Regions from separate parts of the Columba livia genome. Here region 1 is linked to region 2. A link is a contact called in public Hi-C data. All regions are on one chromosome and are shown on one strand. The core of a region is the stretch at or near the end of the contact, and the rest is flanking DNA. Distances in the headings are between cores, read along the strand shown. Region 1 has its middle 88 kb from the start of RYBP. Region 2 overlaps SHQ1 (SHQ1, H/ACA ribonucleoprotein assembly factor).

The links. Hi-C and Micro-C count contacts between places; a contact is called where the count stands out from the background.
Region 1: a Hi-C map of crop shows a contact between it and region 2, with 3 times the contacts expected there. The contact joins two enhancer-like sites. A contact is called at or near these places in 2 of 2 Hi-C or Micro-C datasets (crop and liver).

Annotation. Positions count from the first base shown.
Region 1 is chr10:12,611,546-12,617,275 of bColLiv1.pat.W.v2, forward strand. No RefSeq gene overlaps it. Among named protein-coding and RNA genes, the nearest start is that of RYBP, 88 kb to the left of the region's middle. Within about 2 kb of position 2,541, at least 1 of the 3 cell types and tissues checked has an H3K27ac peak away from gene starts, as active enhancers do.
Region 2 is chr10:12,447,053-12,453,577 of bColLiv1.pat.W.v2, forward strand. It overlaps SHQ1 (SHQ1, H/ACA ribonucleoprotein assembly factor), which reads left to right. Exons shown (of 12, transcript XM_065075357.1): 10 at 218-341; 11 at 3,833-3,953. Among named protein-coding and RNA genes, the nearest start is that of GXYLT2, 25 kb to the left of the region's middle. Within about 2 kb of position 3,834, at least 2 of the 3 cell types and tissues checked have an H3K27ac peak away from gene starts, as active enhancers do.

The DNA.
Region 1 (5,730 bases), core at 1,291-3,790, 160 kb after region 2:
TGGCACCGCGGGGTCTCTGCCGGCAGCCAGGCTGTGCTGGCACCGCAGGGACCTGCCATCACTTGCTCCAGACCTGAAGGCACCCGGGTGTTGCAGAGCAACAGCAGCAATCGCTCTCCTCCAGCATCCCCACACCCAGAGATGCTCAAACCATGGCTGGGCTGGAGGAAAAGCCAACATTGAAGGGTATTTTTAACATCACCTTGGTAAAATGTAAAGGCTAAAAATCTCTTGGCAGACAAAGAGCTATTCTTCTCTTTCTGATGAAGAAACTATTTCCTTGTACATCTGGTTCATATTTTTCTTTAGGTTTCTGCCAGAAACAATTCTGAAAACAAAACGCAGAGCTGAGCAGAGCAAATGTATACATTCCTGAAGGATTCCTTCACCACTCCTCTACAACCTCAACCTACCAGTCCTCCATAAAAACACACTTTTTCCCCCATTTTTCATTCTTTTTAATTAGTTTTCTTCTTGAAATGTGAAAACATATGGCCTGATTAACTCTGGAACACTACTACCTGCATTGTGTAAAATGATCTACATTTAGAAAATAATTACAGTGAATAGGAAGAGAAAAATAATCCATTGCAGAAAATGTTTTTTCTTCTTAATTGTTTAAGTCTATTATCTCTCCAGTCAGATTTGTCTGGAAAGCTTTATTAATGACTGTGTGACACGAGCTTCATGTTGGGACCTTGCAGCTCAGAGATCTTGCATTTTTATTCAAAATCCAGGTTTAGGACTAGAAAAGGGGAAGCAGCAGCGAGCAGGTTTTGAGGCTGCATTCGATTGCATGCACCCTGCTTCAATCTGCTGCTGCTGAACGCATGTGGGCAAAAGGCCAGGTTGGCTTTGTGTTTGTAAAGCTCCATGCGCAGGGCTGTGACAAAAAAAAGGGAGAAAAAAGGAGAATTATATCCCAGTCCCTGTCTACCTAAGCCCCAGTAATTGGGAGGGTGGGGACGGGAAGGTCACGGGTGGCTGCCTGTGCCACCTGCGAGATGGATGGATGGATGTCACCCCCAGTGTTGTCATAGCACCACACTCCTGCTCCTGTGTCTGCTGCTGAGGAAGTGCGGCAGCTGAAAGCCATTGGCTTTACCTAATTAGGAACAGAGACCATGTGTTAAGAAAGAAATGTGTAGCCCCAAATTATTTATGTTCCCAGTGGGAGCAGTATGGTTGCTGCTTTACAGTCAGCCTCTGCTTGCTCACCAAGGTATCCAGGTGATCCCTGAGCTGGAAGACAGCTATGGAAATGTTTGCAAACATTTTATTGAGAAGGTTTGTGTTGTTGCTGTTTCTTCCTTTATGCAGAGAAAAAAATATGGGTGGGAGTAGGATTCCCTCTACTCCTTCCACAAATATCTCTAAGGTTTTCATTTGCAGCTTGGTGAGGCTGCAGTTTCAGGTGAGAAGAGGGTGAATGGCAGTGACTGGGAGATGACCTGCAAACACTGTCTTGACTTGCTTTTTAACCTGAGATGTTCATTCCAATGCCTGTGCAAGTGCAGGGAGTCCCCTTTGCAGCAGCAAAGCAGTGGCTCTGGCTGTGCTGAGGAGGACACCTCTGCTCGGATGCTGCGTAAGATGCCATGTGGGGCTGTGAGGGATGCAGCTTCTGCAGCGCTATAAACCAGAGCCTGCTGCCTCCCCTGCAGAGAGCTGCTTGCTTTCACTCCAATAATTGCTGCTTGCTTGGAACTGCTCCTGCTAAAAGACCAAAATGACTGATTACAAAAATTGGAAAGGATTAAAATCTCTAAAACAACGCAAAGGGAAGAAAATAGATGAGCTAGCAAGGGAATGGGCTTATCACTTCTTGAGCAAACAAACAAGTGAAAGCTAATTTTCTGAGCCAGCAAATGAATGATTAATGAACCAGCCCACGATTAACCCTTCATCACAAGCTCCCCTGCTCCTGGTAGCTGCTTTGCATGGCTATTGCTCTGTTTTGCATTGGGATAAAGACACAGTTTGATGGTCATAAATCTGCTGCTCAGATTGTATTTCAAAAGGCTTTGACATAACAGGTATATCTGAGGAAGAGAGAAATAGTGGTTTAAAGATGTTCCAGATGTACAATATTTGGGATGTGGTGTTGTTTCAAGAGCCACCTGTTTGTGTATCTCTCCCAGCATGGCAATAAACTAAGCTCCTTGACATAGGGACAACATATTTTAAAATATGAACTTGTCTTTTTACTGCATTTTGTTAAATGATTAATTTGCCTTATATTAACTTAAAATGAGCTCATTAAAAGATTTCTTTTTTCTTTGAAAGCACTGCTCATTATACTATCATTTTAAGTAATTAAATCAGAATAAATGGCTCTGTGAAGCTATTTTAATGTAACATCTAATTATATCTGACCTAGACGCTGAACTATAATCATTAACTACATGAACTGTGTAATGTTCTGCAGACTCTTTAATCATTTATACAGGCTGAATTCAGCTGTGTGGAGTTGTAAGCTGAAGCCATTAGATGCCACGCACCTGTGGTGGGTGTGGGACAGCTGATGGGATTTTGCTTGTGGGGCTGTTTCCAGCTCCTGGGGGTTTTCCCTGCAGAGCTGTGATGGTTGCAGGCTTGGTTTGAGCTGACTGGGGTTGCTTCTCCTTTGTTGTGTGCACAGGGACTGAGCATGTGTGTCGTGAGTTCATGTTTGAGGTTTTCTTCTGTTGAATGTTCTAATCAAGGTAACATACTCGTACTACATTTATTTAAACTGTGTTGGACTGTAACTTTGATGTTTTCATGTGATGTTTTCATGGCCAGGCTTAGTTACAAGAGGCTTTGACTTTTGCTGTGTGAAACTGTATACTTGCTGTTTGCCTTCTACGGAAGCTTAGTCTGTTCTTCCATTTTAAACAATTTTTTCTGATCTATTTGCATCTAGCTTCCAAACTACTGTTCCCTGAAACACTCCTCCAAGACAGATTTACTCCAGAAAAGAAGTTTTTCTGAGGAAGGAAAAACTGGCTTGCAGGAGTTTTAATCTTTCCCTAACTCAAAAGAGGAGCTGGGTGATAGTATTGCAATAGATGGTCCACCCATCTCCTGTGCAATGCTGATGGGCTGGATGCCTTGTGGCAAGAGAACAGAAGTGCCATGTTGTAGCATATTCAAAAATTGCTGGTGCCACCTATTGGTGGAAAACTGCAGATTATAACGTGATTAATGTGTATTATTATGCCCTCTGTTTATCACTCCCCAGCTGACAGGTGGGTCAAACCAGTTTTACTGTTAGTTTTAATATTAGTTACTGTTGGCAAACATGGTTTGCATTCCTTGTGTATCTTGGGTGTGATTTGCAAACAAGTGAGTTTGCTGCAGGCAGGCGGCTGCTGGTGGACACATGGAGCCCTGGGGATGTGTGTGCAACGGGGCAGGTAGGCGGTGCTGCTCCCTGAGAGCACAAGAGAGCAAGCCTAAAGCCAGGCCTGTGTAAAAGGTGCTAATGGATGTGTCAATAAATCTGTTCAGCTTCGGATAAATGTTTAGTATTCCTGTAGCCACTGACCGTGTGGTTGGGATGTGGAGGGAGAGCTGGTGTGGTGTGTGACTTGTGGGTGGTGATGCAAGGCTGCTTTGGGGACCTCCTTTTTCCAGCTGGAGCCCCACATGCTGGACACAGAGCTGGATAATTTCACCAAGTGAAGGAGCATGGGTACAGATGCGAAGGTTTTGTGACATTGCCTTTGTTATGTGGATTTTTTCACCCTTGGGGGATTTTCTAGCCTTGCAAGGGAGAGCTGAATCCTTGCCTAGAGCCCTGCTTCCTGCTGCCTTGTAGCAGGAGACCTTTAGCCAAACCCTGATAGGCAACAAAAAGCCCTGCTGGCCTCCTGCCTGCTATGCTTAAGCAGTTTTATAGCTGTCATATAGAACAGCCCTATATTAGTATCAGGTTTAATACTCCCGGGAAACATCCAGCCACAGTACTGACATCATGGACTAAAGGCTCCAAAGGTTCACTTGCTTAAGTGGCTATTTGTAATAGAGTCTTTTAATAAAATCTCATTAAAGGAGAGCTCCTGCCCAAGCCTGGTTCCTGAGATTGCTGGAACAGAGCACCAAAGGCCAGTCTCACGAGCTGCTTCAAGAAGCAAAGGGGAGAAAATGGGCCCCTGCAAGGACCTGGTTGGGGCTGGAGAGAAGTGCCTGGCACTTGTCCATGCTGCTCTTGTCCCGGCCCAGAGGAGTAAAAGGCCTTTGTAGAAAGCAGTGCAGAGGGAAAGGGCAAGAGACACTCCCAGCTCAGACTCCTCTCCGGTTTTCCCTCCCCACCACAAGCTCCTAAATGCTGATTACTTTAGCTCCTAAGCAAACAGCAGAGGATGCAGGTTTCTCCTGAATTAAGATGCTGGGAGGCTGGTGTTCCTAGGACTTATTTTACATTTTCTGTCACAGTTTGGCTGAACCTTTTTTTACTATGTGCTTGAAGAATAATCTGAATTCTGGATAAGAGTTTTCTAAACACTTGTCTCCTCTGTAATTTTTCTGTCATGCCATAGAGAGGAGCTGCTTGAAAGACTTCAGCAAAGAAATTATTCTCTACTTCAGTCCTAGGGTGGGTTTTTTTTTTGCTGTTTTTCCTTTTTAAATACCTAAAAATTTATTCTTTGATGTGAAAATTATATGCACTTAGAGATATGCTAATATGAAAATGATTGGAGAAACGTTGAACATGGAGAACAGCTCTCTTCCAGGCATTCTCCTTCATCACCTGCATCTCTGACAAACTCAGTCCCATCCTTCAGTACACAGGTCTCCATCTAAAGCCATGTTATTTAGCTGTAAAAGCTACTCCTCTTTTAAAAGAAAGGTTCAAAAGCAGATCCTTTGTCTTTGTATTGGTGGATTTTTTTTTTTTTCTTCCTTGTTTTACATGTGAAAGATTTTATGCCCATTCTGTGGTTTTGCCAGAAAGGTGGTGGTGAGGTTCCTGCTCAGGAGGTGCATAAGGACCAGCAGCAATTTCCTGAACTGGACTTTGGGCTGTGTACCCATCCCAAAGCCATCACCAACCATGGCAGAGCTATAGCTTCTCAGAGGATCCTCCTGATCCTTAGTGCTAGAAGTGGTCCTGAAGTTCTCCTGCTTTACTTTTTGCAAAGATTAAAAACTTGCTTCTGGATGAATGGAAACTGCCTGCGCTGGCCACTGATTTTGAGGGGATACAGTGTATTCCCCTGTCTGTTTGCTTTCAGAGATGTTTTGCCTGTAGTTATTTACATATGCAAAATGAGATAAGCTAAGGAAAAAGGGATGGTTGTAGAGTAGCAGCCAGGATTGTATCTTCATGTTTTCTTCAGTTGCTGGCTTCAAAAGCAGAATTCGGAGTCAGCAAAGGCAGAGCTGGTATAATCACAGCTAAGGATGATGTTGTTTGTAGCCAATGCCCTGCTGCGTGCCCGGTGTGCTAATGGAGATAGGAAGAGCTCTTACAGAAAGCCTGAGAAGTGGGAGATGCATTTTTTTCTGTGAAGCAGGATGATGGCTACCAAGTGCTAAGGTTTATATGTGCCTCTGCTGTAATGCTCCACTCCTTCAGTGTCCTGATTGCTCGTGCTTAGTTCCTTGTGACTGCAGTCCTGGTGGCATTGCCAGCTGACATCAGGGCAGCAGTTCTTTGTGGACTGGGGTGATGCTTGGTGCCATTAACACAGAAATTAGAGTGACAGCAGTTTCTGTTCAGAGACACAAGGGTAAACTTAAAAC
Region 2 (6,525 bases), core at 2,584-5,083:
GCCATGCAAACTGAATGTGCAGTGTCTTGTTTTTGTGTAACATCTTGATATCCATATTTATTAAACCACAGATTTTTAGATGCATAATATATTAAAATGTGCTTTTCTTGCTATGCTGCTATGACTTTCATTTTTAAAGGAGAAATAAAAAAAAAACCCTAATTCTTTGTACTGAAAAGCACAAAGAGTAATGCAGATTTTTCACTAATACACACAGAGTTTCACCAGCATTCATGACGTCCTGGTATCTTTTGGAAGAAGAGTGCTCTGCTATCCCCTGCACAGACACTTCGGATTAGTGGCACGTGCCTTCAATGATACAGTCATGATACTGCAACTAGGTATGTTTTTGTACAGATTGGAAGTGATGACTATGTAGCCACATTGTTTGTATGTCTGTCTTTTTAATAACTTTTTTGGCCAATTTCACCCAAACTTGATAGATATCAACATTCCTGGACATCTTGTGGTTTAGTGAAAATGGGACTGTGGAGAGAACAAAATTGATGTCCTTACCAGGAAAATGCTCCCCAGAGCAACTCATTTATTAGCCAGTGAACAATACGTGCAGTTGTGGTGTGAATTCAGCTGTATTATTCATGCCAGAAAATCCACACATAAGAACTGTTATGAATGTCTCATCCTGAGAAAAGTCTTTTATCAGATCTTGTATCTTAATAAATTGGGATATTCCAGCTGTGATTTGTAAAGCTTTAGGGAAAAGGTCTTCAGAGAAAATAATAGTTTATTGTAATTGTTCATGTTGTGTTGATTTTTGAAGTATTTTTCTCTATACTGTATTTGTCTGTCTGTGAACAGATTTTTCTGGTGGAAAAGACCATATTAATGAAGCTTTTGTTACGGTAGGTTAGATACTATAATTGGCTTAGACCTTATTCTAAAGGTGTCTTAAGTTTTTATTTCAAAGCAGGGTCAGTTTTTGTTGCAAGTGTAGCTGGAGTCCAGTTGTCTTCTGTTCATCTTTAATTATCTGACTGAAGCCCTGTTAGAAAAGATTGACAGATTTCTGATTACTTCCATGATTTATTCCCACCTAAGGGAAGTTTTAAAAGCATCTTCTTCAGTTGCTCCAGCTGTTCTGTCTGACCAAGTTCTCCTCATCATGCTTTTGCAGTTCATTTTGCAGCTTTGTTGCATGAATTACTGTTTGGAAGAATTACTTCTTTAGAATTTTGACAGGAAGCTTACCTTAATGTTGAGTTCCAGCCCCCCTTGCCACTTTCTTTTTCTAGAATTAGATCTTCTGTTATGTTTGTTTTTTAACTTGAGCCAGTCCATTATATTTTTTTTCCTGTTCAAAGTAACTGTATTCAGTTTCCAGCCATCTTAATTCCTAAATTCTTCCATTGTGTGTGCCAGTTTAGAGTTGCCATTCCTAACCACACATTTGAGGGCAAGGGGTAGTTTTGTGGTTGATATTCAGTGTTCAAGTTCTTTGTAGGATTAAAGCAAAGTGTTTGAGATGACTCTGTGGTAAGTCCAGTGGTAACCTGGGAAGAACTGAAATCCTGAATTTGTATCAGCATTGAAACTTGTTTTGCATCATTGTTCTTTTAGTGCTTCCTATATAATTTTCCTGTCTTAGGAGCAGAGGCCAAAATCTGTGTCTTGCATTTGTTTGTGGGTTTTTTGTTTTGGTTGGTTGGCTTTGTTTGTTTTTTGTGGGCTTTTGTTTGTTTGCTTGGGTTTGGTTTTGTTTTTAATTTTGCAACTCACAAGCATTGGAAGAAAACCACTAAGTTCTGCTTCTCAGTGACTCTTCTGCCAAAAAAAAAAGTTGAACACTGGATGCTTTTTTTGAAAGTAGTAACTCACAATAAATAGAGAAGTTGTAAGTAACTTTAACAACTCAATATAGAAACATGGTTGTGTACAATTCCACAACTGAAGCTGGAGTAACCATAGGTTTGAAAAGTTGTACTGTTACATGAAAGCTGTCTGGGATAAACAGGGCATATGTAAAAGGAACGTCACTGCTGAACAAATAACTTGCAGTCATTAAGATCATAGAATTATTTTGGTTAGAAGAGACCCTCAAGATCATAGAGTCCAACCATGAGATGATGACAGCTCCACTCCTGAAAGTAAAACAAAACAAAACTACAAATATGTGGTGTGTAGTCCATTTTTTATTCTTCAGTTTTAAATGAAATATTTTAAAAAATTATATATTTTTCAACAGAATCGTTTTTATGGTATTCAGGACTTGTTTTTTATCAACAGTCCTATTTGGCTGTTGTTTAGAACCGTCTTATTTTCCTAACAACAAGTGGAGAACTAAAATAACATATGCAAGAGGACCTAAAACCAATTTATTGAGAATTAGTGTTATAGTCACTAATTTACATTGTTACTTGGCAGATGAGTAGCTGCAGTGGATGTTGTAAATGGTTCAGGCTGGCAGCTTGACAGGTAGAACCTTACAAAAATTAGCAAAATTTCAATTCCAGATATCATTTATTTTTAAAAGAGCAGGCTTCTTTTTAGTCAAAATAGTTAGGTTTGACAAGCTTGGCTTGACAAGCATTGATGGTGATACAATCCAGAAGTTAAGCAGTTATATTTGGGATTTTTTTTTTCTTTTGCGTTCTTTCCTGACACTTGTTCAATTGCTCTCTACAAAACCAGTGGGTTTTTCAGTTCTATTTGCCATGGCTTTTTACTCTCCAGGTTCTTTCTCCTTATTGCCATCTCCCACTTTCTTTAACTTTCATTTTCTCTCTATATTTTTTTGGCGTGGGATTATTTAAAACAAATAAATTTTGTGTTTGAACAGCAGGGGGAGTTCTGATCTCTCTCTCTTTCTTTTTTTTAATCTGTGAAAATGTAATTTCATCCCTGTTCAGGTTTCATAGCCCAGGAGGAGCCAGCCTCTTGGGAGAGGGTTATTAGATTCTATTTGCAGTAGTGGCTGTTTTCATTTGAATGGCCCGTTCCCCCCACCATTAAACAGTGAATTTTTTCTTTTTCAGTGTTGCAGCACTTAACCCTTTAGCAACCTTCATCAGAAAACTAAGAGATGAGATTCCAACCAACTGAAGGTTACATTAGTTAGTTCTCTTCCTCATAAACAATGGTTGCATAATGAATAAAATTAAAGTGACATCAAAAAGATTTCTGGTTGTGGAATTTATCAACTGTATGTCAAATGGCACCTTCTTGAGCCTGAAGTGAGTTTTTCTTTTGGAGGCTCGGTTTGCCAAATTGCTCTGTAACTAACAGAAGCAGGAAAAGTCCGGCTTTAAGGCTGCGGTTAGACGTCAGCCAACGGGATCGCTTACATTGTTTTACACAATTGCTGTGGCTTCTGTGTGCTGGGTCCTGCTGTGGGCTGTTTCTATCCTCATTATTTTCCAGAACAGGTGTTTGTGTAGGCATACAGGGAAACAGGCTTTCTCTGTCTTCAGAAAAATGATGGGGTATAATTCTTCTTTATTTGCAAGTTACTTTTTTGTTTATTTGCTTTTACATGGTGTGCTGTATGAGTGTGCTAAAGTCTGGGCTGGACACAGCTCAGGGAAGTGGAAAAGCTGGGGGAAGGGGCTTCAGCTGCAGAGAATTACATGCATGACTGTGTCTTGAGGCTTAAGTCTTGCACGGAGATTCCTACTAAATTCAGAGGCTCGGCATCCACATGGATGTGGATACTGAAGGGCATCGTCATATTACTGCCCTTCTGAGACTGTGAATCAACTTAAATTTACAAGATAATTGTAGATAGCGTGGTTATTAAAGCCTCAAAGGTGAGAAGATGATAAAGATCGTCTGTTACGACTTCTAGTGAATTACAAAAGTAAAAATCTCTTTCCAGGAAAAGCTGCAGTTTTGAAGTGTCTGCTGGATATTCACCAGATTTTTAGGGAGAATGACCCTGCCTACATCCTTAATGATCTCTTCATTACAGACTATTGCATCTGGATTCAAAAAACCAAGTAAGTTCTTAAGCAGTTATTGATGTGGGAAATGTTTTTAGCATACTTAATCTATGAACAAGTATCAGTAAAATCAAAAGAAATGTGATCTCCTATATATGGAAATGTGATCGGTCCTTTTAACCTTGGCTATCCAGCTAGTCTTACTACATAAACAGAGACATTCAGTGCATTTTTTTTTGATGTAGTGACATCATTGGAGAAGAGAGAGAGGAATTGCGTTTATTTGAAATAAAAATATGAATTTTTATTGATATATTAATGGTTTGGGGGAAAACAGCGACTGTGCCACTTCCAGACAAAGTCCCCGCACTTCAGCAACTCTGTGTCTCACCTCTGTGACTTATTTCCTCATTTCTAAAGTATCGGGAACTTTGCAGCCGGGCTGGTTGGAATTATCAGCATGCTTTAATGGCTTAAAAACAGTGAGAAATGGATTAAATGATCAAAGAAAGCTTCATGTTCAAATCTTTATATTGTTCTCGTCAGATTTATTATATTTTTCATACAGCTTCTGTTTTTCTCCCTCCCTATTTATGTCTTCACAGCCTTCTCTGAAGGCCCACAAAAGTGTGTATATGAGTTGCAGTCATATTTATCTGAATAGGGAGGCACTCCTAATATAAACAAAAAATGTCATTGTCTTGTTTGTTAATAAAGCAACATACGGACTCATAAAACATGGGTTAAAAATAGTCTTTGCATTCCAGTGCAGAGTTTAATGAGATACTGTGAGAGAAGAAATAACTTCTTGAGTGCACAAGACATAAGAAGCAGTGAGGGAATAGAGAGAGAACTTAGTGTTAATCATGGTCAGAAGGGGGATACAAAAGAGAGTTGAGACAGCTTGCATGGGCTGTACTTTTAGGTGTGACCTTACTGGTAGTACTTAGAGTATTAAAGGTCTTCAGTTCATAGCTGTGGATTACATGTTGTAGATACTGTTGATTCTTTGTTTACTTTCAGTGACTATGTACCTATGGGTAACAATGCACAAAATATTCTAAAGCAACTACAGTTGTTTCCAAAAATTTTGATTCATTAATCCTGAGTAGTTCCAGGAACAGACAGTTCATTTTACATTGTTATTTTTGAGGAGGCCTTTTTTGGCCACACCTTAAGTACAGCTACGGGGAAATTCACATTCAGGTTGAAATTGAGTTGAAAAGGTGCAGTAAATGAAGAAGGAGAAAGATATTTAATGCATCTTTCACGAAGAAATGAGTCACAAGACAGTAATATCACTGCTGTCCATATCAATGGATATAATGTCTAGCAAGTCAGTTATGAAAAACAAGGCTTTCTTTAAATACAGCAGAGGAAAATGTATGGTAGATATAAGTGACTGATACATTAACACATTTACTCCTAGACGCATACATTATGTACCAGTTAAGCAGAACTGACAGCTTCTAGAAAGAGGGCAATTAAGCCTTTTGATTGTCGTAATGACATGGCACAATAGCTGTCTGTCATTAGGAGAACAAGAGAAAGAGGATCTGCAGAAACCGTTCCTATTTTTAGGGTCTGAATCAGGAAAGCATTTAAGCATCTGCTTAAGTCATTCCTGTTCAGTTTAGCAGTGGAGCACGTTTGAATTTAAGCATGTGCGAAGCAAACAGGGACCTTTGTTTTCTCCCTTAATGTTGAAGGGAACAATGAAGTTCACTCATCATTCAGAAAATACCATAACAGATACAGAAATGGGTGGTGACTTGTCTACTGAGGACAAGGGCTCCCAGCTGCCCATGGTGAGTAAGGCGCTGGAGAGGAGGGTGGTGCAGCTTCCATTCCAGGGCAAGAAGGTTATGACATCCCTCTGGTAATTGCCTTTGTGGTGAAAGAGTTTTGGGAGGGGAAGGTATCTCTGTGGTGGTCTTTCCATGAAGTTATTTGCATGTCCGATCAGTCTGGATACTTTCTCTGTTTTGTTTCTTAGCCATTCTTTGCTCTGTGCAAGCTTCATTAACTTTCTTTGTCTCCATTTTCTCCTGTCTTTTCATAGCTATAGTCCCAGAGTGCTTTCAAAATCTGTGGAGAGTTTTTCTTTTATCCCCCTTTTCCCCTGGTATGTAGCCAAGTTCTAGTGGAGGTTGAGCCCTCTTTATTCAAAAAGTTAAAACAGGCTATAAGTTCTTTGTAGTGAAGAATCTGAGCCCTTTAAAAACAGCTGGAAGCAAGCTTGTTAGCTTACCTGTACTGGCAGAGAAAAGTCTGCGAGCTGTAGGTTTAGGAAAAGAAAATCTAATGGATCTATCAAGTGGTAGTAAGCATGCGGCCCTGCTCCTGATGAGGCTTCCAGGAGAGGAACACCCGGGTAGGTACTGGCTTGTAAATATTCAATATGGAAACAAAAACCTTGTAGCCAACAGTGTGTCAATAGCTGATTACAAATTTGCTTTGAGATCATAGTTTGGCTGTGACTAAATTAGATGAATAAGTGAATGTGTCACTGGGCTGGCAAAAGATTCATTTTAAGCACAGTATATCTGGAATTAGAAATTAAGCTGCTGAATAAAACACATGCAGGTGGCTAATAGTCAATTTGGTATAGTGAGTATGAGCTAGTTCT